Regions from separate parts of the Mus musculus genome. Here region 2 is linked to region 1. The links are chromatin contacts, called in public Hi-C maps. All regions are on one chromosome and are shown on one strand. The core of a region is the stretch at or near the end of the contact, and the rest is flanking DNA. Distances in the headings are between cores, read along the strand shown.

The links. A called contact is a pair of places that touch in the nucleus more often than the background predicts.
Region 2: a Hi-C map of bone marrow-derived macrophages shows a contact between it and region 1, with 32 read pairs. The contact joins two enhancer-like sites. A contact is called at or near these places in 2 of 484 Hi-C or Micro-C datasets (bone marrow-derived macrophages and nephron progenitors), 1 of 115 datasets of contacts at active chromatin or transcription factors (a beta-TC-6 cell line) and 1 of 9 other capture datasets (embryonic trunk).

What each region holds. Positions count from the first base shown.
Region 1 is chr13:51,919,471-51,922,170 of GRCm38.p6, reverse strand. No RefSeq gene overlaps it. Among named protein-coding and RNA genes, the nearest start is that of Gadd45g, 74 kb to the right of the region's middle. RefSeq lists an enhancer at 39-2,258. Within about 2 kb of position 1,265, at least 78 of the 459 cell types and tissues checked have an H3K27ac peak or open chromatin away from gene starts, as enhancers often do.
Region 2 is chr13:52,131,853-52,134,552 of GRCm38.p6, reverse strand. No RefSeq gene overlaps it. Among named protein-coding and RNA genes, the nearest start is that of 4921525O09Rik, 36 kb to the right of the region's middle. Within about 2 kb of position 1,347, at least 6 of the 459 cell types and tissues checked have an H3K27ac peak or open chromatin away from gene starts, as enhancers often do.

The DNA of each region.
Region 1 (2,700 bases), core at 16-2,515:
ATCTAATTAATTGATTAAAATAAAATATATGGAAAGCTATGCACAGAGACACGCAGATATCATTTTATATAGAGGTGGACTTGGGTATGTGAGAGGATCCTTGAGTGATCATGGGCGGGAGATGGCCACATAGTGAGGTATGTCTCTCCCCGCCCCCCCCCCTCCACCTGAGCTGAGAAGCAATTAGAGGCCCACAGGTTATACCCTTTCTCTTAAGTTCTTGCAAGTATTTATTGAGACACCCACAGCCATAGAGACCTGGATGCTGACACAGTGCCCACCACCTCCAACCTTCGTGTCTTGCTCAGATTTCACCGTCAAAGGAGCAGGGATATTGTGAGCAGAGCCATTAGGTTGCCTCTATCTATCTAGTGCATTCCCTAGCCCCTCTGTCTTCCAGGATCTTGGCATCTTGGGGAGCACAGGCTAAGTGAGTTTGGCATCTCTGTTCTAAAGGTCAGTGCCAGCCCATGCCTTTGGACAAGGATGCTCTCAGAGGCAAAGCTCGGGGCACGTGCAAACCCAAGCTTCCGCTGCCAGGCACCTCTGCTTCAGACTCCAATGACCCTTGACCTCAGACTCCAATGGGGTCTAGCCAGGGCTGTCTCTCCAACAGGTTAATCTCAGCTCTCCACAGTGGCCAGGGGGGGGGGGGAGTCTGACATGCTCAGCCATTGTGGGGTGGGGGGAGGAAGGAGGGAGGAGAGTCTGACATGCTCGGCCATTCAGACAGAGTGCTCTGTCCAGGTGAAACTACAGGATGCTCCAAAGCTGGCTGCCTCCTGCTGGCAGGCACCTGGTTTCTTCAAGGTCATGAAATCTATTTGCTTTAGCCCAGGGCATCAGTTAATAGCCACACTGGGGCCATGCTTGAACTGCCCACTTGGAAGTCAGGGGCAACCACCACCTCTGCGGAGTGTGGCAGTGGAGCTTGGCTCCTGCACCCCAGTGTGGCCATGATTGTTATGTAAACACAGAGCCCAGCTCCGGGGTGGCTCGCCCATCTGCTCCTCCGCACACTCTTTCTGCACTAATCATGTTCCACCCTCTTAGGTGAAAACTTGGAAAACGGACAGGGCTCTCAATCTCCTTTTCATTTCTAAAAGGGGCCATTTCAGCTAAGCCTGCCTCCCCATTCTTCTCCAGGGTTTGTGTTTGTGAAAAGACCCGTCTCAAATTTCTGGAGCAGGAGCAGCTGCTCCAGGCCTCTTTTCACTGGGCCCTGTCTCCCCCAACCTCGCCCCTCCCGCTCCCCTCCTTTTGTCTCTGTCAAAGCCAGCCCCCCACCCCCATCCTGACCCCTAGCCAACTCAGAGCCTTCTCCTTTGTCAGCCTCCCAGACGAGTTTCACCCTAAATCAAGCATTGTTTGGGCTCCTGGGGCCAGCACGTGCCCCACACCCCCTAATCTTTTAATTTCACCCCAGGAGAAGGCAGCTGTTACTGATATACGCAGTGCACAGCTGTTGGCTGGGCCTGCTGCTGACTCCTGGAACAATGAAAAGAAGTTCAAGCTGTCAGGACAGAAGCTTCCCTTCCCCCGCCCCTTCTTCTCCTTCTCCTTCTCCTTCTTCTCGTTCTTCCTCCTCCATCAACAGCTGGAAGCACATGCTATGAAATGGCGCCCTACAGCCACAGTGCGTGCCCCTCCTAAAAGTCAGGTTTTGTGTGTGCCCAATCATGAACGTCACCGCACCCTTCTCGGTTTACATTCGTGCTCACTTCAGAAGCAATCTCTCCGCTTCAAAGATCCCTGGCATGTGGCACATGCTACCACAGTGTTCATTGGATAAATTACAGGGTGAGTTCCATATGAGCCGAAGAGACCCCACACTGGCTCTGGGCACCAGTGTGTGCCCACCTGGGGTTCCTGGAGCCTGAGACACTGGGGTGTGAAGGCGACAGGATTGCTGGAGGAATGGAAGGCTTCCTAGGAGCCTGCAGAAAGTCTGGAGACATCTAAGAGTTCCGCAGGGCGTGAATAACCAGAACTCAAGGGAATGCCCTAGAAACACACATTAGGCAGGTCAGGGTCAAGGTTAGCCTAGCTTGGGAGAAAGGAGGCTGAGGCATGATGGGGCTGAGTGTACCTGCCAGGCTGGGAGAACTTGATTATAATACTTCCCCCACCCTAGTCCTCCCACCTGCACCCCAACAATCCTGGGGCACAAAGATTTGGGAGACCAGTGTTACACTGTGTAGCAAGAGGCTCACCCAGAGTGGTAAGTCACCTTTTCATGGCCAAGACACCTTCAACCTGGGAATCCCTGGCCAGGGAGGCTGCCCAGCAAACTGCTCTGGGTCGTCTTGCAAGAGTGCTGGAAGGTTGGTTCGCTGTCTACAGGGATCAGCGCAGCCACCGGGCTCAGCAATACAGCCAGAGTGGCATGGCAAACTGTAGTTTTGACTGCAATAAATGTTCATGCCCTGGGGTGGCTCAGGGCTACCGTATAGGATTTAACTATTGATTTAACTATTCCTAAAACAACCAGCACGTGCAGAATCTTAAGGTTCCCAGGGCGGCTCTGATGAGCAGCTAAGTCAGGCTCCCCTGCTGAGACTTCCCGTCCTACATCTGGGTTCCATTGTGCATTCGGAAGCATCTGGGTCATTCAACTCCAGTCTCCTAAATACAAAAGACTTTGTGACAGTGTTTGCATGTAGTCCCGGCTGCCCCCCAAACTCGTTATGTAGTCTAAAA
Region 2 (2,700 bases), core at 98-2,597, 210 kb before region 1:
CAGTCTATAAAAGGCAGAGAAGTGGGTTGTGCCCTAAAGCCTTGTCCTGCTGATGACTTGGCATCAGCACAGTGAGAATGCTTCAGAATGCCAGCCTTAAGAACTGTATGAGATTAAATCTGTGCTAGGTTAAGGCATCCATGCATGACTTACTACAATGGCATCAGGAAACCAATTCAGAAGAGGGGACTAAAACTATTTTTATATTTATATATAAATGCCTATAAGCAAATAAGGCATGAAGACTGTATAATACGATCTTGGGGATTTTCAGCAAAGATAAGTAAGAGCTGGTTGCTTGAAGGAAATCAGGTTTAAAATAAATTTGTGAGTGTGTAAAAAAATAAAAATAAAAAGAGTTGCCTTGGTCATGGTGTCTGTTCACACCGGTAAAACCCTAAGTCCATCAACTGTGACTGGAGCTACGGGGCCTGTCAGGCATCATTCTTCAGGCAGCACTAAGAATTTATAGAATGCTTGTCTTAGAGGGTGGCTGTATCCAAGGCCTCTGCCCAAGTTTATATGTCTGTCACTTGTAATATCTGGGCTCATTCTAGGGTAGTGCCTCTGGCCAGAGGGCAAGGGCTCAGCCCTTTCCTTCCTAGGCTCCAGTTCCCTCCCTCACCAGCTTAACCATTTGGTCCTCTCCCTGAGGTGACACAGGGCCAGGCTTTCCAGAATCAGCTAGAGTTCTGAGAAGCTAGGACACCACTGAGGTAACATGTCACTCACATCCATGTGAGTCTCCAACCAGAGAAAGATGAGACTCACAGAGCTCTTCCTGCCCTGTCTGGACACCAGCTTCTGGATACCAGACTGGCTCCCTGGCAGCCCTGCTTGAGACTTCAACAGAGCTCCTTCACATCGGGGGGTAACTCTTACTTGGTCTCTTTTGAAAGACAGCAAGAGAAGGAGAAGTTGAGAACCAGAAGGAAAAGGGCAGAGAGGCAGCTGTGTGAGAGGGATGGGGGAAGGGATTGTTGAAAGCTGAAGCTAAATCCCAGACGAGTATAGGGAAAAACATTGTAATAGAACGGGGACAGAGAACTTAATTTCCCTCCCTCCCTCCCTCTCTAAATAGGTTTATAGTTGACACAGCATGAAACTCATCCTTTTAAAGATCACGGTCCAGTGGTTTTTAGTGTGTTTACAAAGCTGTGTGACTCTGGCTTCACTCTAATTTTAGAACCTTTCCACCACCCTTCTGCCCTACCCCACAAGGAAATTTGCCCCTGAATGGTCCCATCTGCCCACCCCCAAGGTCAAGCAATTGTCAATCATCATCTCTGAATTTACCTACTCAGGATGTTCCTGGAAAAGGATCCTGCATCTGTGGCCCTGTGATACACCAGAGTCTTTCCCATTGGCCAGGATGAATAATGCTTTATTGATCTTCCCTCACTGGCCCTTGTGTGCACAGCTGTTTGGTTCCCCACATGAAGCACTTCTGGTAGGGTTGCTGAGTTGGAGGCTGACTCTGTTTGAGGTTCTGAGAAAGTCCCATCTGTTCTCCAAAGTGTGGAAAGAAGTGTCTGAGGCATGTCTGGGATCCTGGTGAGATGTGACTGGTACTCTCCATGTTAAAAAGCACTGACGTGAGCAGAGTCATCATATTCAGAGGCTAGGACACATCCTGTAGGTCCCTTGAGAAATAGAAATAACTTCCACAAGGAAATTTGCACACATAAGTTCCCAGTAGCTTTGATCATGATAAACAAAAAGAAGAAGCAACCCAAATGTCTATGAGCCAAACAACAGATAAGTATCCGGTGATATGTCTGCATGAAGAATAGTTGTCTGGCCGTTGAAAGAAATGAAGCACCATTACTTAATGTAATGCAAATAATTGAAAAATGGGATAAAGGAAAGAGGACCGTGACCAAAACCCACAAGCTATCCAACTCTACCATGAGATGGTTCCGGAACAGCAAATGTGTGGAAAAAGAGGTGGAGCCATGATCACTCAAGACTGAGGGATGGAGATGATGTAACATGGAAAATAATGGTGACTTAACAGTTATACTCACCAGCAGAGGGGGTGGGGGACAGAGAGGGTACAACATTTGCCCCCTGTGGTAGTTTGAATACGATGGCTCCCATAGGCTCATTTGTTTGAATACATGATCTTCAGTTAGCAGAACTGTTTGGGAAGGATTAGGAGGTGTGGCCTTTTTGGAGGAGGTGTGTCTCAGTCACATGTTCTATTTCTGTAAAGAAACACTATGATCAGTGCAACTTATAAGAGAAATCATTTAACTGGAGGCTTGCTTATAGTTCCAGAGGTTTAATCCACTGTCATCATAGCCAGAAGTCCAGATGCACAGCAGCATGCAGGTAGTCACTGGAGCAGTAGTTGAGAGCTACATCCTGATCCATGAGCAGAGAAAGAAACTCTGGGATTGGCATGGGCTTTTGAAACCTCAAAACTCACCCTCCAGTAACATACTTCCTAATCCTTTTAATCCTTTCAAATAAAGTACTGCTCCCTGGTGACTAAGCTTTCAAATTTCAGTTGATCATGGCCATTCTTATTTAAACCAGGACAAGGTAAATCACTGGGGCCTGGCTTTGAGGTTTCAAAAGCCTGTGCCAGGCTGGGTCTCTCTCTTTCTCTCTCTGAAACATTCAGATCAGATGTCAGCTCTCAGCTACATCATGCTTGCCTGTGTGTTACCATGCTCCCTGAGTGATGCTCATGTA